5 separate regions of the Mus musculus genome follow, and all the other regions are linked to region 2. The links are chromatin contacts, called in public ChIA-PET, Hi-C, HiCAR-type and HiChIP or PLAC-seq maps. All regions are on one chromosome and are shown on one strand. The core of a region is the stretch at or near the end of the contact, and the rest is flanking DNA. Distances in the headings are between cores, read along the strand shown.

The links. A called contact is a pair of places that touch in the nucleus more often than the background predicts. ChIA-PET counts read pairs in DNA pulled down with a chosen protein or histone mark. HiCAR-type assays count read pairs that join an accessible place to other places. HiChIP or PLAC-seq counts read pairs in DNA pulled down with a chosen protein or histone mark.
Region 1: a contact with region 2 is called in a Hi-C map of the G1E-ER4 cell line, with 6 times the contacts expected there. The contact joins the promoter of Rae1 here to the promoter of Vapb in region 2. A contact is called at or near these places in 2 of 39 promoter capture datasets (liver and pre-B cells), 3 of 484 Hi-C or Micro-C datasets (CD4 T cells and the G1E-ER4 cell line), 1 of 115 datasets of contacts at active chromatin or transcription factors (memory CD8 T cells) and 2 of 9 other capture datasets (adipose tissue and macrophages).
Region 3: an RNA polymerase II ChIA-PET map of memory CD8 T cells shows a contact between it and region 2, with 12 read pairs. The contact joins the enhancer-like site here to the promoter of Vapb in region 2. A contact is called at or near these places in 3 of 39 promoter capture datasets (embryonic stem cells, liver and pre-B cells), 1 of 484 Hi-C or Micro-C datasets (B cells) and 2 of 115 datasets of contacts at active chromatin or transcription factors (bone marrow-derived macrophages and memory CD8 T cells).
Region 4: a contact with region 2 is called in an H3K27ac HiChIP or PLAC-seq map of bone marrow-derived dendritic cells, with 4 times the contacts expected there. The contact joins the promoter of Ctsz here to the promoter of Vapb in region 2. A contact is called at or near these places in 3 of 39 promoter capture datasets (the HPC-7 cell line, embryonic stem cells and liver), 1 of 484 Hi-C or Micro-C datasets (the G1E-ER4 cell line), 3 of 115 datasets of contacts at active chromatin or transcription factors (bone marrow-derived dendritic cells, bone marrow-derived macrophages and pancreatic cancer cells) and 2 of 9 other capture datasets (adipose tissue and liver).
Region 5: a contact with region 2 is called in a HiCAR-type map of embryonic stem cells, with 3 times the contacts expected there. The contact joins the enhancer-like site here to the promoter of Vapb in region 2. A contact is called at or near these places in 8 of 39 promoter capture datasets (the 3T3-L1 cell line, HPC-7-derived erythroid cells, cranial neural crest and 5 more), 2 of 484 Hi-C or Micro-C datasets (the G1E-ER4 cell line and nephron progenitors) and 5 of 115 datasets of contacts at active chromatin or transcription factors (astrocytes, embryonic basal ganglia, embryonic stem cells and 1 more).

What each region holds. Positions count from the first base shown.
Region 1 is chr2:172,997,608-173,001,399 of GRCm38.p6, reverse strand. It overlaps Rae1 (ribonucleic acid export 1), which reads right to left and starts at 1,283. Exons shown (of 12, transcript NM_175112.5): 1 at 1,024-1,283.
Region 2 is chr2:173,736,102-173,740,052 of GRCm38.p6, reverse strand. Vapb (vesicle-associated membrane protein, associated protein B and C) reads right to left here and starts at 2,482. Exons shown (of 6, transcript NM_019806.5): 1 at 2,303-2,482. The coding sequence starts at 2,360.
Region 3 is chr2:174,600,352-174,604,237 of GRCm38.p6, reverse strand. It overlaps Gm46781 (a long non-coding RNA gene), which reads left to right. Exons shown (of 2, transcript XR_003953979.1): 2 at 965-1,426. It also overlaps a transcript of Zfp831 not described here. Among named protein-coding and RNA genes, the nearest start is that of Gm46781, 4.7 kb to the left of the region's middle. Within about 2 kb of position 1,762, at least 105 of the 459 cell types and tissues checked have an H3K27ac peak or open chromatin away from gene starts, as enhancers often do. A contact at or near this core is called in B cells, memory CD8 T cells and pre-B cells, where this site is marked.
Region 4 is chr2:174,437,390-174,440,946 of GRCm38.p6, reverse strand. It overlaps Ctsz (cathepsin Z), which reads left to right and starts at 1,908. Exons shown (of 6, transcript NM_022325.5): 1 at 1,908-2,197; 2 at 2,619-2,782. The coding sequence starts at 2,049. It also overlaps the pseudogene Rpl30-ps5.
Region 5 is chr2:174,259,095-174,263,035 of GRCm38.p6, reverse strand. No RefSeq gene overlaps it. Among named protein-coding and RNA genes, the nearest start is that of Mir296, 6.1 kb to the left of the region's middle. Within about 2 kb of position 1,960, at least 22 of the 459 cell types and tissues checked have an H3K27ac peak or open chromatin away from gene starts, as enhancers often do. A contact at or near this core is called in embryonic stem cells, where this site is marked.

The sequences.
Region 1 (3,792 bases), core at 34-2,533, 740 kb after region 2:
GACACGCATGCATGGCCATACACACAACAGGCAGAGAAAGTTTAGGGTTAGTCAGGTGAGCTGGCACAGGTGATCTCTGCACTTGGGAGGCAGGGTCAGGAGGAGCAGGCCATCCCTGACTGTACAGAAATCTGAGGACAGCCTGGTCTACAAAAGAGCCCATTTAAAGAAAAGGATTTGCACGGTCTAACACTGAATGTAATTGACAACTGTGTCGTTGCCAAGGAAACCATCTGTGCACTGTGACTCCAGACTCCCATATGCTTTTGCCACATTTCAAGCTGTTACTAAAAAGCAAATTCTTAAAACCCAGACTTCCACCAAGTCAGCCACCTCTCCAAAAGCGAGGCTAAGGCCCGAGCAATCCACAGCCTAATGAGGGTCGCTTCCTTAAAATAACAAGGAAAGGGAAACTGCAAGGAACTGTGGGAGCGCATTTGACTCCTGCTGCCTTCGAGACAGCCACGATGTGTCAGAGCCACCATAAGGTGCACATTCACGTCTCAGAAGACGGCTCGGGAGACAACTCTCGGGGCTGAGGACTACAAGCCTGTCTGTACAGGGAGAGGGATGCACAGACACGCAGCCAGGGCTATGTTTCTCCGGAGCGTGAGTTAGTCTTGATTTTCACCGGAAAAACTAACTCCTCCATCCTGGAGTTAGGAAACGAAACGACCCCCAGTGTGTGCTGGGATCCGCACGCTCCTCTCCCGTGCAATTTACTTGAGGACTTAGTTTCAGATCACCATGCGCACGTGAGAAGAGCAAGGGCGTACCGGGTGCCCTGCAGCGGGGGTGAAGAGGCGGTCGGACCTCTGGCAGGCAGCGCAGCCATCTCTCCAGCTCCCGTAGCTCTCAGGGGCCTTTCTCCTGGCTGACTGGGTTAGCTCGGGCTGCTCCCAAGCGTCCGACCACGCCCGCCGGCTCGGCCGTGCCCCTCCCATCCGCGCACGCCGCGGTCCCCCACCGTCCCCTCACCCCCGTGGCCTGGGCGGTGTGCGCACGCGGAGAGGCCCGGCCTACCTAGCGGAGCGCACGGGGTCCGGCTGCAGAGAGGGGCTCGGTCTCCTCACGCGGGCCCGGGCTTCCCGGAGGGAGCGCGGCGGCCGCCTGAGGAACACGCACGCGGCGGGGCCCGAAGCCACGGACCTGCTCTGGCGCGGGGCAGAGGGGGCGCAGCCGGGAGACCCCAGACCGCCGAGTCGTCCGCCTCAAGCCGGTGGAAACTGCCCCGTTACCACAGAAGCACCGCGCACGCGCCACGAGCCACTTCCGGGACTGCCCGGAAAGCGTCAGAGCACGGCGTCCCGCCCCTCTCAAGGCGGGCGCACATGCGCAGAAGCCCTGCTGAGGGCGAGAGGAAGTGTTTATGCCAGCAGTTGTGCGTTTGTGGAAAGTCGGCCAGCGCAGTTGCCAGGCAACTAGTTGAGAGAGGGCGTTGTTTTCGCGTGTGTATCGTTATATTGATTGTTGTTTAAACGTCTAAAGATGATCGTGGAGCCGAAGAGATGGCTCAGCGGCCAAGAGCAGTGGCTTCTTGGGGAAGACCCAGATTCTATTCCCAACACCTACTGGACGGCTCACAGGTCCAAGAGAACCAACACCAGTTCTTGGAGAACTGACGCCCTCTTCTGGTCTCTGTGGTCATTGCACGCAGTGGTGCTTAAACTTCTTCAGGCAACATACTCATATACATGTAAAAACAAAAAACAAACAAACAAACAAACAAAAAAAGAGTTCCCCAGCTCAGATCTAGCACTGTCCTCTGAGAGGCTGCCTACTTGGAACATCCCGAGCGGTATGATAAGGGGAATGGTTCCTACTCCCTGAGATGTTTAAGATTTATTTCCGTGCATGGATGTTGTCCCTGTGTGTATGTATATGCACCACATGCTTGGGGAGGCATGAAAACTGTGTAGGAGCCCCTGGAACAGGAGTTACAGATAGTCGAACCATCATGTGGGTACTGGGAACCGAACCATGGCTCTCTTCAAGAGCAACAAGTACACTTAATTACTGAGCCCCATGTACTAATAGGTCAGTATTAAGCCTGTTTGAAACACAAAAGTCCTGCTCTATGAAACATTCCACATAGAGTGTTTAAGGTGTCAGATAAAATGACAACATAGTTAGCTAGATTCCAGAATGGGGGTTCCAATGAACCAATCAGGGAAAGCGGTTTTAGAGAGAGAGAAAGGACAAGTGTCAGTGAGGAAGAACAAAATGTGATTGGTCCCTACAAAATTAGTTTCCTTGTTGGGCAACTTGGCAGGCCTTCCAATCCCTGCACGCAGGAGGTAGAGGCAGGGGGTGGGGGGGGGCGTCTCTGTGAGTTCTAGGCCAATCAGAACTACACAGAAATGTTCTGTCTCCAAAACAATTTTTAAAAATGTAAGGCAGGAACAGGGTTACAGAACAATGGAATAAAAACTGGCCGCTGGTTACCTGTCTTAAGGGACCTCAGTACAACACAGAGGAAACAGGCCTGTCTAGGACACTTGGTGATCATCTACTTACTCCCATCCCCTGAGAAGTCAAATAACAAGGTTTAGTTAGCGTACATAGTGTTTGGTTTGTCGTCGTCGTGTTTATTCCTGTTGGGGCTCAGGGGAAGAGTTGGGTCCAGAGTAGAGGGCTCCTTTAGGTTGGTTTCACAGGGCATTGTTACTATGACCTTCCCAGGACCCGCCCAGACTGATTCCTCTGTCTCCCCAGCCTTGTGATCCCTGTCTAAAGAATTCATTAACTAGCCAGCACAGCACACCCTTAGTGAGGGCAGCTGACAGTGACCAAAGAGGCTTTACAGTAACGGCCACAACCATCAAGCAGCAAACAGCACAGTTCCCTTTAGGGCCATGGCCCTTGCAGCACTGCATTATAGTCCTGCGGGGTGTGCTGGATAGTTTTATGCCAACTTGACACAAGCTAAAGTCATCTGACAGGAGGGAACCTCAGTTAAGAAAATGCCTCCATAAGATTAGGCTGTGCGCAAGACAGTAAAGCAATTCCTTAATTAGTGATCAGTGGTGGAGGGCCCAACCCATGGTGGATGGGGCCATCCCTGGGTTCTATAAGAAAGCAGGCTGAGCAAGCCACAGAAAGCAAGCCAGTAAGCAGCATCCCACCATGGCCTCTGCATCAGCTCTTGCTCCAGGTTCCTGCCCTGACTTCCTTTGCTAATGACCTGTGATGTAGACGCCTAAGCAGAATAAACCCTTTCCTCCCCAGCGTGCTTTGCTTATGGTGTTAATCACGGCAGTGGCAACTGTAACTAAGACAGGTGGTGTTGCAGCCTATGCAGCCAGCTTCAGATAGTTATCAACCTCGCAGGCCACGGGGAGATCATGTCGGGCAGAAAGGTCATCTTTCCCCCCCAGCTTTAGCATTCGTTACCATCCACCCCCTCCATCCCCTTGTTTCACAGACTGCGGACTATGAACCGTGGGTCCTGCCCCAGTGTCCTCAGAGCCTGCCAGTTACTGAGAAAATACCGAGCGCGTGAGGCTGCTTATGTGTCCTGGGTCCTCATGACCTTCTCTCAAAGAGCTTTAGATCTGTGATGTGAAATGCAGACCCGATAGGTCTGGGGCAGGCTGGAGGAACCACATTTCTACCACCTTCTCAGCTAGGGTTCTTGGACCAAAGACCCCACCAATGAATTCCAGCAAGGCTGTTAATGTCAGAGAGCTTTTAAAAAAAACCTTCATGCCTGGGCTGCACTCAAAAGACTCAAATTTAGTAGGTCTTGGGTGGAACTCAGGAAATTATTCTTTCCTACTTTCCCAGAGAGTT
Region 2 (3,951 bases), core at 1,233-3,732:
TGGGTCACCTCATCTGCCCCCTTTTTCCCTGGATGCAAAGGAGAGGTGGGTGTCGGAGAAGAGGAGGCGAGACCAACCAACTGGATTTGAATTGTCCTGGGTTCTGACACACAGAGGCAGAGCAATGGGATAAATGTGCCATGTCACGGGTAAGAGCTTCAGGCGACCCCAGTAAAGTCACTTTGGATATGGTCTTCCTTTCCCAGTCTCCCCCTCCAGAGAAGCCACTGAGAACATCACAGAAAGTCAAAGATGTCCCTCAATAAAGTTAGATCCTGACAACCCCTTCCTAAGTTGAAATATGTTTATGTAAAAGTGCATTCGACCTACTTGACCTTTTTTTTTGTTGTTGATGTTGCTGTTTGTTTTTTGAGACAGGGGTTCTCTGTATAGCCCTGGCTATCCTGGAACTCAACTCTGTAGACCAGGCTGGCCTCGAACTCTGAAATCCACCTGCCTCTGCCTACCATGTGCTGGGATTAAAGGCATGCACCACCACCGCCCGGCTCTACTTGACCTTTCTGAACATCGCAGCTGACATGCCCCAGACTCACGTCATCCTACAGGTGCACAGTGCCCATTTGATAACAATACAATATTCAAATATGTGCTGAGACAGTAACACCAGCCCTGGGGAAGCAAAATCAGGAGGGTTGTCTCAAGACTGAGGTCAGCCTGAACTGACCTCAGCACACGAGAACCCACATATCTCTAAAAGAGAACACCAGCGTGTGACAGATCAGGAAACAAAAGCACTGTTGCGCAAGACGGGAGATCTGAGTTCCACCCCCAAGGGTGGAAGGACAGAAATGATTCCTACAAGTTGTCTTCTGGGTACCACACACTCACTGTGGCACACATACTGCCATTCGCAACACATAAACGCAAAATAAATAAAGACACCAGCCAAAGAGTTTATGCACATGAGCACCCCACCACAGAGATGGACGCCTTGCACTCGTGACAGGGTGCAAACACACAAAATACACAGAGCTACAGTTATAACCAGGCGGCGATTCACTGCTGTGCAGTCAGGCACGGGATCACGCACCACTGTAACCTGAAAAAGACTCAGCATTCGAAATTCCAAATAGTCACTACCAAACGGACACCACTTCCTTGTCGCTAACAAGTGGGATCCCGATAAGTGGGGGAACCTCTGGTGACGAGGGTCCACATTTAAGTCGATGCTTCTATTGAAATTTTTTTGTGTATGTGTCTGTGTGTTTGTTCACAAGTGTGCCAGGCTGCACCTGTTGGGGTCAGCGGACAATGTGCACAAGTCGGTTCTCTCCTTTGACCATGTGGGACTCAGGGATTGAACTAAAGTCCTCAGCCTTGACAGCAAGCTCTTTATCCGGTGAACCATCTCCACAGCCCTGTGTTAGGCTGCCTAAGGTTTTTGTTTTCAGGTTGACTGGACGGCCTCTGCTTCCTTGTAAGAGTCACACTGCACACTCTGAACCTGGAAGGCAAGGTGAACAGCCACAGATCTGAAGCATTTCCCAAGAGTCTGTGGGTACAGTGGCTAAGTATCTGAACGTCTGAAATCAGAACTCAAATGCGACAACTAGATAAGAGCTGTGATCCTACGTTACTTCCCAGCGGTGGAGAAACGGGTGACTCTCGGCCACCCAAAATCGTGTGTGCCAGCTGTGGGCTACACGTGGGCAATACACAGAGGATCATATCAGCCAACCTCAAGTACACCTTCATAGAGTCCAGTTTCTTCCTCTTCCTCCTAGTGCTTACCACTGTATTCTGCCATCTTGCTTACTGGTTGTTGAACTTTATAGGCCTCCTGTGCCCAATCTCATGACTCAAACATGCAACGAAGCAAGGAACAGGCTGGGCATGGACCCTGTTGCCTCGTGGCCCTTAAAATTAGTGAATGGAAACATTCATGTGTACATACACACACACTTGTGTGTGTGTATGTACATATATGTACGCACATGTATGTATACACACTATCTATAACATGCGTATACCATGCATATATATTTGTCTACGTGCACCTTTTTAATCACCTGGGCATGCACCTTTACACACAGATGTATACAGAAAGTGTACTACACAGAAAGTGTGCACGGGCTTCGTGGGCTGTAACCCCGGCAGCTCGCTGCCTCGGGGGAGCTGATGGAAGGGTACTCAGGCAAACCGTTTCCATGCACTGACTCCACATGCATGCATTAGACGCCTGGTGCATGCGGGCCTCAAGCGGACAGTGTCCTGCCCTCAGGGCGCGTCCCTTCCGGCACCGGCCGCTGAGTGACAGCTCCCGGGCCGGCCGGCCGCTTACCTCGGAACTTGAGCTCGTGTTGTGGCTCGAGGCTCAGGACCTGTTCCACCTTCGCCATGGTCCTCCCCGTCGGGGGCGACGGCGCGGGCGGGGGGCGGCGGCCTGGGTGGCGGGGCGCAGGGGCGGAGGGCGAGGCCGCGGTGCCGGGCGAGCTCACGGCACGCACGACGTACCCACGCACGCCCCGACGCACGCACGTACGCACGTACGTAGCAGATGCCGGGCTCCGGCAGTGGCCAGCGGCTCCAGCGACAAAAGGGAGACTGCGCATGCGCAGGGTGTTCAGGGCCACTGCGCAGGCACAGACCGGGCGGTAGAGGGCGGAGCTTCCGAGACAGGGGGCGTGGCCTCTCGAGGCTTGGGAGGAGGGGCGGTCTCCAGTGAGACTGTTCAGTAAGCGCCTGCGGGGAGAACTGTTGTTAAGTGCTTTACTTAATAATAATAATTAACAAGAATAAACTTCCACTTTCTTCCCGCACGTGTGGTGCCAGGCTCTACTGAGCCTGAATATAATAAAGTACTTATTATTCTTACAAACACAATGTTTACGGGTTAGTGATATGTGCCAGGCCTTGTGACAGTTCATAAATAACAATTATAAATATAATAAACTGGCAATTATTGTTTGCTTATTTCGTGCCACTCCGCTGAATGCTTTCAGTAACTGTCATAAATAAAAGCTATTCTGCATTCAGTGTTTACCAAACCGCAAAGCGCTGCACTGAACCATTTGCTGATAGCATTACTTGTTTATGCAAGAAATATTTAGAAATACAATAACCAGAAAACGACCTGCTTCACACCGTGCTAGGACCTCACTGAGAGAATAAATTAGTTACACACATAAATCACATGACTAAAAGTAACTGAGAGCCTAGCTCTGTCTGATACCCAAAATAAGCCCTGTATGTTCCCATTGGCACGTGACTAGTATTTCATTGTGTAACGTATACTATGTAAAATAGACCTTCATAGCCTCCTCATCAAACATTCGTGTGAAGAGTACACATGACTCTATATGGCAGGAATATCCATGTTGTTCATGTACTTCCCATGTTCTATACACCTGAAGTTATTTTCATAATAAAAGTTTCCAAGGGGTAGTCTTTGTCTTTTAGCTTGTGCATCTAATCCATTTATACTTATTGTATTTGTTGGTGTACCTGGGTTTATTTCTGCTGCTTTACGTTGGTTTTCCCATTAGATGTACTGTTTCTTTTGGCCTCTCATTTCTTGCTCTTCAGGATTGTTTTCCTCTCCATCTGTTCTTTCCTTGTGTTCTGCTACTACTGCTTCATGTGTACTGAATCTATGAAAGTCTAGCTTTTATGACATTTTGTTCTGCTTTCTTGAGATTTTAGGGCTTCAGTTCATCATAGTCACCCACTGCTCCATTATACGCCTTGTGCTTTTAAAGGAAACTCAGGTTTCCCTCAGTCTAGTTTTGTTTTGTTTTGTTTTGTTTTTGGTTTTGGTTTTTTGGTTTTTTGAGACAGGGTTTCTCTGTGTAGCCCTGACTGTCCTGGAACTCACTCTGTAGACCAGGCTGGCTTCGAACTCAGAAATCTGCCTGCCTCTGCCTCCCGAGTGCTGGGATTAAAGGCGTGCGCCCACTCTGCTCTGTGTTTTGCCACACTGTCTCTGCGTTT
Region 3 (3,886 bases), core at 513-3,012, 860 kb before region 2:
AACCAGCCAGCAAGGGTTCAGCAAGGAAGAGTATGGGTTCAGGCTTCATGGCTCATTTTCTTACTTTCAGAAAAGTAAGGTTGACTTTTGGTGGAGACCTTCCCCCATACTTCCAGGTGGAAAAGCCAGGAAGGCTACTCTCCTGGCTGTCTCCTCAGCCCAGCCTCCTGCCCAGGAGAATATCTCCCAACACACTATGCCAACTCTAAAAGCACAAAACCTTTGTCACAACTAACATAAACTCCCAATGGAATCTTCTTTCTGTGGGGAGTCCATACCGGGATGCAGCATGGCTTACTCTTCTGCTCCTGGTAAGATACCTGGCCAACATGGAGCAGCTGTGGACTTGTTCTCTGCTTACTTTGCCATTAAGTGTGGTCAAGTGACTCTACCTACCCACTGAATTTCCTCAGGGCAACACAAACCCCAGGCCTGGATAATTAAGTACACAGCATTAGCCGCAGGGCCAGGTATAGCATCAATGCTAATTGTAGTATTGTTGAGAAAAGGATTATCCTCCAAGGACTCTCTCTGGTCCTAGGGCATCTCAGTAGACACAGTCCCAAGGGGATGCTTCCTTCTCTCCATAGAGCAACACCAAAGCTTTGGAGGAGGTTATCTGAGGAGACAGGAGCCCTGTGGCTTGCTGGGAATACACAGATCAAGGTGGCAGGTCACGCACACATCACCACGCCCCATAGCCTCATGTATCCACCTCCACACCAGCCCCCTCACATCCACATCCGAGAAGAGAGAACACGAGAACTCGGGTGTGCACTCACCCCAGCCCACGTGCGCTGGGAACACAAGGGGCTATCAACCTGTTACCCTTGCCCCTGTTAGAAGCCCATGGGCAATGGGGGACTGCTCATGGATCTCCCACCTAGGTGAGCCTGCCAGGAGGGCCAAGTGTATTTGCATATAATTTGCATGTGTTGACACAACCCTTCCCATCTCTGCACAGAGCTTTCCCAAGCTAACCTGTTATTACTGCCTCTCTGAAGTTGGCGCCGCCGCTCGCCCACCCACTGCCAGTGAGTACTACGCATGGAGACGGTCTAGGAGCTGGCAGATCAGATCAGATCACTTCAGCAACTCGCACAGCCTCACAGCCTCAGTTTCTCCTCTGGACAATGCATACCAAGACAGCTCTGTACAAAAACTCCCGATGTAAAATGTCCAGAGTGAAGTATTGCTTGCATGGAGGGAGCTCTTGATTTGCAGCACAGGGCTCAGAACGGCCTCTGGGTGAAGAAGTCGGTTCCCTAGGCCTCAGTGACTAGTTGTCACAAACTCAAAACTACAGGACTCTTAGTTAAATTGATATTTCCTGGGAACAGTTGAGTAGTGTTTTAGGAAGAACTGCTTCTATACGACCTTCTTGTATCAAGACAATAGTCACTGTTTAATTGAAATTTAAAATTTAGCCGGGTGTCCTAGATTTTTATCTAAACGCCTTACCTGGGGCCGAGGCCAGGGGGCTCCTGTCATTACTAATATCCTGTTTTCTTACTGTTCTTACAAAGCTCTGGGGGACATGGTCTCTGTTTCCCAAATGTCCTGCTTCCTACTCTCGGATAGGAAGCAGGGGGGGCAGGAGGCTTCATGTGAGGTGAATTGAGAATTGTTGAGGGGGAGGGGAGGGAACACATGCTTCCTAATCTAGGTACAAAGCTAGTCTGTGCTCCCCTCTACTCTCTGTGAAGAGACTGGGCGGTTATCACTGTGAACGTGAGGCCCATGCTTCCTGTGGTGAAGAGCGCGAGTGTTTTCATCAACAGAACTGGTTTCTAGGGCCTCCTCACAGGATGTGAGGCCTGTGGCAGGTCACAGAGGAAGAGGCAAGCTGTGGCAGGGGCTACAGCTTGGGGCGGGAGGGCTGGTGGTGGAAGGGGGCTGCATGTGGGCCAGGCTGTGTCAGTCCAGGGGCTGGAGCAGGAATCCAGCCCCATGGTTATCTACAGAGAGCTCTCCGTCAGGCTGCATTCTGCTTTCCTTGATTCATATTCGGTATGATGCTAGACTTACTCCATTACAGTCTTTAAGTCTTTATCTAAGCTAGGCACCATGCAGGATGGGGCAGAGCTCAGCATCTGAGGTTAAGCCCCAGTTCTACTGGCTCCTCAGAGCCATGACTGAAGGAGCCAGGGATGGAAGTGTGGCTCAGTTGGTAGAGCGCTTGTCTAGCATGCATCAGGCCCTGGGTTTGTGATCTGCAGAGTGCATAGCACACCTGTCATCCCACCATCAGAAGGTGGCAGCAGGAAGATCAGACTGTCTAGGTCATTCTCAACTATGTAGCACGTTCCGGACCATCCTAGGCTACCTGAGAACCAGGAAAGACTAGAGAACGCCCGTCAAGCTTGCCTATGAGCCATGTGTGGTAACTAGGGAGAGCTCTGCATCTAAGGGCTTTGCCAGGACAAGCTTTTCACCCTGGGGAACAGGGACACTATTAGAAAACATGTGGCTCACCCAAGAGTGACAGTTTCCTTCGAGATTTGTGAAGAAGAGGAATTGTACGGTAAGACCAGAGGATAGATCATGGAGTGTATTGAGAGATAAAAATCCAAAACTTAAAACACAAGACTCCACATTCTTCCCATAAAGTAGCACTGGGCAGGCCCCACCCTTCGGGCAAGTTGCAAAGATGACGTAACACAAGGCATCACTTTTCCCTGCCCCCACCACCTTCATGAGACAGATCTTCCTTCTGGGAACATATGTTTCCACCATGTCTGCTTCCATGTGAATGGTTAAACCCTAAGCATCCACAGCAGCTGGGGCACTGAAGTAACCCCTTGGGCTCTCACAGGTTGCTAATGGCATGCTATGGTCAGACCTCCAACAGAGGCCAGGCACCTCGAAAAACCATTTTCCTCTTGGCTTCACCAAGATGTAACTGTGTACCTGTGGTTCAAGTATGGCTAGCCTAGAAGGGACCAGAGGATTTCATAACTAATGGAGACCTGTCCTTCGCATCTGTCCCTCATGAACAGTGTGCCCCGCCTATAGCATCCATCTAGCCCCCTTCTCCTAGGTCGAAGGTGCTTCAGAGGAGGACTGAAAGAAAGTGGCCAGGGAACTTGAGGTGTGTAGGGGCTAAAACACACTCAGGCCTATGAATCTACAGTGATATAGCTCACGGTCCTTGATGCAATCATCTGAATGCCAAGGGAGAATGGAGGTGACCACATCACACCTGAGTCAGTGTCCTGCTGGCGCACAACCAGATTTGCCCATTATCCAGAGAGGCTTCGTAGTCTAAGAAAAGGAGATTCTCCCCCAGGGCCTGGGAATGTAAAACTGGCCATGATCATCGGAATTTCTCCGTGCTCCCAATTTCTTCACTCTACAGAGGGAACTCTCATATGCCTCTGAGCACAGTGGGGCTATTTTTACGCTATTCTGATGAGTTCATCTGAGACCTAGCCTTGCATTGGCCAACCAGAAGGCATTTATTCACCGATGAAACCTGTGTGCTGGCCTCCATTGATGTAAGTCACGGCCATGGACGGTTCAGGCTCAGTCCCAGCTGTGGGAGAATATTCTAGATCACTGAAGAGAACACAAGGGTGGTTTGTCTCTTCAGACAGGACTACGGTAGATGGGTTACCGTGTTCTCATTGGTCTTGTGATGATGTTAATACACTGAGGCAGTTACCTCAGACCATGAATGGCTCCTGCCCATCCATTCTTACTTCTGCCTATTCTCAACCTGCCCACTGCCTCTGTCTTCTCCTTGGAAAACATGGCCCCATGCCAGGGGCCTCCTGCTCTGATGTAGTTCTTCAGAAGAGCAGACTTAACTCTTGAAACTGAATCAGGCTTTGAGGGGGGAGGGAGATAAAAATGACCTTGTCAGAGCCAGTACCCCTCTTCCTGA
Region 4 (3,557 bases), core at 659-3,158, 700 kb before region 2:
CAGACTGGTGAGAAGTAAACAAGAAAGTTTTCCTTTAATAAAACTTTGCCAGAGAGCCTTAAAAAAAGAAGAAGAAGAAGAAGAAGAAGAAGAAGAAGAAGAAGAAGAAGAAGAAGAAGAAGAAGAAGAAGAAGAAGAAGAAGAAGAAGAAGAAGAAGAAGAAGAAAAGCCGCCCCTGGCTGGCTTCTGGGGGGGGGACGACAACCTCTGTTACTCACAAAATATTTTCAGCTCTTCCTTTCTTCCTTCTTTCCTTCCTTTCATTCATTTTAATTAATTAATTAGCTAATTAACTAATTCAGAAGTTGAGCACACAGACTGCCCTTCCAGAGGGCCAGAGCTCTGTTCTCAGCACCCACATCTATTGGCTCACAGCAGCTTCTAACTCCAGTTCCATGGTGCTGGGTATGCTCTTCCGGCCTCCAAGGACACCCAGACTCATGCACACATATAACATATAGGCACACATAGACGACACATTATTTAAAGTGTATATTTTGTTAATTTTAAAACTCCACTCATTCATTTGCTCGTTATCTGTGCCAGGGATTGAACTTGGGACCGTGAGCACACTGAGTACACACTCTCCCGATAAACGCTGCTGCCCTATTGTGCTCTTCACTAGACCTTGCCTGTGGGATGCCATAGAATCGCCAAGACCAATTGTCCCCTTCCTGCGAGAGAGAGCCCATGTGGAACCCACGTGGGAGGCGACACTCCCCCAGAGTGGACCGAAGGGCTCTAAGGTCAATGCATGGTCACTACTGGGGAGAACTGGCTTAGGGAACTCAGGTCTCTGCCTGGGCCTTGGGAGGCCCTCATTCCTACCAGGCTACTTACCACCCAGCAGAAGGGAGAGGTTGCCATGACCCCCCAGGATGAAAGATTTCAACATACAGATGCCAGTGTTCATTTGCCTCCGTGACTACTTTATAGCAACAGGGAACAAAACTCTTGCGTTGTTAAGGGTAGCCCCAAGTTTGCTTCTGAGGTCTTGTTCTGCTCTCTGACAGGAGGTATCCAGCAGGCTTTTGAGTCTTGTTGGAATCCTGGGTGATCTGGAAAGGCAGGCAGCAAGACAGCCATTATGATTTCTGACTGCCCCTATCCACAGACAGAGGAATGGCTGTAGCCCCACTGGCCATCGCGCATCAGGAATCTCACACCCACCACCTGGAGAGAGCCTGAGATAAAACACCAGGGGATGTTTCTTACAGAAGAAGAGATAGCTTTGTGGCCTGGGACTGCTGACAATAGCTCACGGGGCACAGGGGGAAGGGGAAATTCTCCCATTACGAAACCTAGGCTGGCCAGGTCCCACTTCTTTCTCAGTTCCTCATCTTGGAAGAGTCTGGTTAGCAGGGACCCTTTCCAGAACCCCAGGGACTCACGATATATGTGCCAAGTGAAAAAAAAGAAAAAAAAGAAAAAAGAAAAGAGTAATCCTGGAAGGATCCTTCTCTGTGAAGGAGAGCTGTCTCTTCAGGAAAAGCCTGGGTCTTGGGGGGTGGAGAGGAGGGGCTCAGAAAGCCAGGCTAGAGTCCAATGCTGGGTATGACCCACACCTTCTTCCAGCCTCAGGATATCTCTGTGCGCTCCTAGGGAGACCTAACCTAATGGGACACTGCACCACACTCCAGAGCAGAGAAACAAAAGAATCTGGGCTGAGTGGGCCAATGGAAGCCTGCTGAGCCCTACCCTGCTCCAGGATGCCTGGGTCTCTGAATAGTAAACTTAAGTTTTGCTGTCAGTCCGTGTTATCACAATGGCTGGTGGCACTGTCAGGTCTGGGGTCTGGTTGTGTGACCCCAGGTTCTGCTGATCCGGTTGTTTGATTCCTAGTGAGGCAGATTATCTCCTGGGGGCTGCCGAGCGGGGCGGGGCGGGGGCAGGAGCAGCGGGGAAGGCCCCGCCCTCGGGGTGTGTCCAACTTGGGCGCCTCCTAAAGGACCGGGCGGGGCGTCCCGAGCGCGTGGGCCTGCGGGTCGGGTCAAGAGGTCGAAGGTGCTGCGCGTGATCCAGGATCCGAATTGGCCCGGAGCAGGAGCATGGCGTCGTCGGGGTCGGTGCAGCAGCTGCCCCTGGTGCTGCTGATGTTGCTGTTGGCGAGTGCGGCACGGGCCAGACTCTACTTCCGCTCGGGCCAGACTTGCTACCATCCCATTCGCGGGGACCAGCTGGCTCTGCTGGGGCGCAGGTGGGCGCGGGGCTGTGCCTAGGGAGGAAAAGGGTCAACTTCTAGGCCAGGCGCGCACCCCCTGACACTTGGGACCTTGCCCCATCCTCCCTCATTAGGCCTGGGAAGCACAAATCCCATCCCTTCCTTTTGGGATGATTTTCACATCCGGGGAGCTCTGGGGTTTGCTGGTTTGGGCAGTTCTCGCCTCTACTGCCTTTGTTAGTGAGCATTAGCGTATTTCGGAGATGCTCTGTCACATTCAGCTTCCAATAGTCCTGGGTTCTGCTGGTGGCTCTTCTGGGTCAAGTTCTGAACCGACCACAGTTTGGGAAGAAGGCCAACAGGAGAAATGACTGGATTTGTGGCCCTGGTGGGGGTAGGGAGAGGGGAGGCCCTATGCGTTCCAGAGTTGGTTTCCATTGCCATGATGTCCTCCCAGGACTTATCCTCGGCCGCATGAGTACCTGTCCCCAGCGGATCTCCCCAAGAATTGGGACTGGAGAAATGTGAACGGTGTCAACTATGCCAGCGTCACCAGGAACCAGCACATCCCACAGTACTGTGGTTCCTGCTGGGCCCACGGCAGCACCAGTGCCATGGCAGGTAGGTGGCCTGGCGCTCCATGCTAAGCCTAGGGCAGGGCCAGTATCTTGGCCAGGTGGGTGGCTGCACTTCACCATCCAATCTACCTTTAGGTGAGCCATGATAGCCATAGCCCGGGGCTACAGGGGCCCATGGCCCTGTACCATGATTCAGACTTGGATTTCCCCTCAGCCAGAGTGAGGTGGCTGTGTCATTCTGGAGTTCTCTCCTGTGGGCCTACTAGGGCCTCTGTGGGACAGGCTTGGGCTGGAATCTGGTGACAAGTGGCTCCCAGGAACCTTCCCTTCCTCAGAACTTGTGACTTCAGCCATTGAGAACCATGGGACCGGTGTTGCAAAATCACTGAGTTCACAGTTGGTTTGTGGGGCGTGGAAGTGAAACTGCTTCTCAGTAGCAGCTGGCATTTGAGGTGAACATGTTCCCCAGTACGAAATGGCCCCCCCAGCTCTCTTCTTCGAACCTTAGCCTGGCCGCCCAAGAGTCAAGTAGAAGTTCATTCAGTAGGAAGAGAGAGGCCCCAGAGGGCTGCTGTGCCCTTCCTTGGTAGAGGAAGCAGGAGCCAGGGAGTGCCAATCTACCTGTAGCATGGAGATTCAGCTTTGCCATCCCCAGAGGTGGTTCCTGGAAACCAATGGGGAAGGGAGTCTCCTGCCTGGGAGTGGGACTCAGCCAGTGTCCTCTCTTGATTGGGTATCTTTTTGGCCAAGTCTGTTGTAGGTGGAGCCTAGGTTGAGGATTAAGAAAATGAAATTTCATTACTGAAATGGCAGTGCTC
Region 5 (3,941 bases), core at 711-3,210, 520 kb before region 2:
ACCAGGGATGGGGATGGGGCCACTGCATATTTCTCAGTCTACAATCTGGAAAGTTCTCTGGAGACAGCTAATTGAAGTCAAAATAGAAACCAGGACTCAGCAGGGGCTGATGGGACTGTCCTGGAGTGGTGTCACTACTTCACCCATGGAGGAGGTGACAGGGAGAGAATGGGATTCGTCCCACAGTCATGGTGGCTGAGCTCCTCTGGCTTAGGGCTGTGAGACACAGAGAGGGAGAGCAGGTGTGATGTGTAGGCCATCAGGCGGGTGGTTTAATGGATGCATCCCCAGACCCACGGATGGACGATGTTCACCTCAGTCCCTAAAGAACGTCAGTGCTCCAGAAGCGCGGAGCAGGGGGAGCTCCAGGCGGGCATGATGGGCTGATGCTGGAAGTTCAAAAAACAAATCACCCCCACCCCAATATCTGGTTCTGGGCAGTCGTGTGAGATGGTCTCAATACAACTGTGGACAAAGCTAGGGGTACGCAGTCCTTGGGGTGTTGCCAGGCTGATGGCGAGATCACTGTTGGCCAGAGAACCTCAGATGTGTAGGTGGCATCAGCAAAGGGAGCAGAGACCTCAGGGAGCCCTAGGCCCTCCGGGGCAGAGGGAAAGTGAGGGGCAGGGGAAGAGACAGACTTTCAGGGCTTGTAGGTCCCTGGGGAACATGGGTCAAGGGGGACTCTGACATCTTAGGAGGATTAGGGCATCATTATGCCATGGACAAGGAAATGGGGCTATGGCCTGCTGAGGGGTCACTCTCTAGGTTTGTCCTTTGGGACCAGGGAAGGGATTGTTTCTTCTCATGGAAAACACACACACACACACACACACACACACACGCACGCCGCCACCACCACCACTACCCAACACAACTGTTAGGTCAGAAAGCTTCCCAGAGCCACCCAAGGGTGCAATGGGGTATGTGTGGAGATGGGGGCAGGCTGCGAAAGGGGCCAGAAAGAGAGGCTTCCAGGGCCCCTCTTTTTCCAGCAGCAGTTGAAAAACTTGGCTTCCTTCGTGAAAATCCAATAAAATCAGCCTGTGACTCACCTCTCCCATCCCCTGTTGTTTTTCAGCTCTCCAACAGGTCTCACGAATTTGTCTCTCTTTTTTTTTTCACCCCTGTTCTAAAATATCTGAAGCTCAAAAGATGGCAAGGTTTATATGGAATAAAAACAAAACAAAAAACAAACAAACAAACAATCTCCCCCTCTACCTCCATCCCAATCTTAGCCTACAGGATTAAAGCAGACTTTCTTTACTTCTGTTTCCCAAAGAATTCAATTAAAACCAAACCTCAAACAGCCCAGCACTCCTCACTGACCTGGGCTGAAAGGTTGAAACACCCTAAGGCTTTCTCCTCCCTTCCCTTCCCCACCCCTGCCCCCACCCCCACAAAGCATCCTGGGATGCTATCAGCAGTCTATTGTACAGGCAGGCATTCTTTGATCAGTCTCCTTCCCCCTTTGTAGGGCTGGAAACTGAGGCTGAGGAAAGACAATGTACTTAAAGCTCTTGGCTAATCTTCCATATTGAAATGCAAAGGGTAGTGGGGGCATGGTGGGGCACGCACTTGCAGGCATACACACACCCTTAATTCCAGCACTTAGGAAGCAGATGCAGGCAAAATTCAGAGTTTGAGGCTAGCCTCTTCCATCTGTCTGAAAGAATTGAAAAGAAGAAAGGAAAAAAACAAAACAAAACAACAACGAAATAACCCCAACAACAACAACTTGGAACTTAGACCTTTTTCTGGTTCTGGGGTAATTTTGCTCTTCCCAAAGAACGTGTGGCAATATCTAGAGACAGCTTTTAGTTGTCACAGTTGAGCCTGGTTCCCTGGAGGAGTTAAGGAGACTGTTCAATATCTTGCAAAGGACTGGACAAACACCCTAAAGGACTACTCAGCCATGGCACATCAACTGTTGAGAACAGAGTCACCACCCCACCCCCTCCCGACCCCTCTGGCCCCACAGGCAACCCAGGATTTCAGGAGAATAAATACAAGCCCACACCACACAGAGAGAGAGAGCTAGCAAGATAAGTACCAAGATGTCTCCACTTGTTTATCTCCTGCTGTAAGGAAGATTTCTTTTCATGTCTCTTTCTCATGGTTTCCTGTACGGTTGGAATTTTTAAAGAAAGAATGTGCATGTATCATTTTTATAATCAGAAAAAGAAGAGCTGTTTTCATTTTGCAAAAATGAAAAAGGGCTTTAGGACTTATCGATTCTGACCCAGGCCCCTCACTAACTAGCTGTCAGGAACAGCTATCTGGAAAATGTGTGCACCGAAAAGGTGAGGGTGAGTGCCTATAGGAATACGGAGTAACATTATCCTGGGAAGCTCTCTGAGCTCTTTCTCTCTCTCTCTCTCTCTCTCTCTCTCTCTCTCTCTCTCTCTCTCTCTCTCTCTCTCTCTCTCGTGCATTTCCCCTCTGAAATTGTGTGTGTGCTTTGTAGCATAGAAATCAGGGAGACTCAGGGAGGGTCCATCTGTGCCAGCTACCTGACTAGTGACGGACACAGGATACACCCAGCATCCTCCCAGCCCTTAGGAAATGTGGAGAAGATATTTCCAATGCTCCAAGGTAGCTATCAGTTCCTGCATAATTTTGATTTTTATCTCAGAATTGGGCTAGGGCTGGATTTCTATACAGAGAGCCACTGACCATTTAGGTGAGATCATTCTTAATTGTAGAGACCGTTGCTGGGCTAGTGAGATGCTTAGCAGTGTCCTTGGCCTGGCTTCCCATTAGATGCTAATAGCACTCCCAACCCCCATCCACCCCAGCAAGAGTGAGAAACCTAAAATGTCTCCAGATTTAAGGGCAAATGTCCTGTGGGGGCGCCCAAGGTCACAGCTGGTACAGACCCCTCGGCTCCAGCCTGCCTGATGTTTCAGAAAAAAGACTTCATAAAGATGACAGTCCCCCATGTCAGGATCCTGCTTGCTGCATTTCTGAGTCACTGCCTGTGTTTCTCTGTCTTTAAAAATCTTCCATTTGTGTCTGCCCCCTTGGAAACAGCCCTGCACCCAAATGTGAGCCTCTTGGTGGTCTGAAAAGCCCTGTTAAGCCCCATCAAAGCCTAAGTCTAGAACTCTGGTTATTCCTGCAAACACTGACAGGGCCGATGGGAGCCATAGACAGGAGCCACTGAACACAGAAAAACAAACCCCTTGTTTCCTAGGATTGCGCACATCCACCAACTAATTGCGAGAAGACCAGGAGAGATGCTGCGGGGCCACTTTTCACGCCACAGCCTAAATCGGAACAAGAAGATGAACTTTAAATTGAGTAAGATAAAACCAGTTTGGGAAATTCAATATCTCACCTCCCTTCCTGTCTTTTTAAAAATCCATAATTCATACAGAACCCAGTCAGGGGGTACGCAGCTCAAATTGAATTATCTTTTTTTCTCCCCCTTCTACAGCTGAAGCTAGAAGAAGCACTTTCTTGACATGGAGAAAATAAAAAGGGAAATTTTCTGAGCCTCAACTTCCTTGCCACAGCCCCCCAGCCCATAGGGATGGGGACATCAGACACCAACCAGCACTAAATGACCTTTTAAAGCTTATGCTGATTGCATGGCTTGGGACTCACTCAGCCACTGTCCATAGACACTCAGACGATGGGTACCCAAGTTTGTTTATCACAATGCTGCTAAGGAGACCATCAGCAAGGGCTGGTTCAATAACCCCATTTGCCCCTCCTCCACACAATGGAGTCACGACACAGGCCAGGAGGGGGGAAAAAAGCCCTCAAAACTCATCGGGTAGTGATGGCAGCCCTCCCTTTTATTGCATTGTTGAAACAAAGGACAGAATAGTCTTTGTACTGCCTGCCGTGTGATAAGAAAGGAGGGAAGCACACGTATGCACACATATGCAGTGGCTGTGTGTACCCGCTGTGTGTCCCTTGTGTGTGTCTAAGCA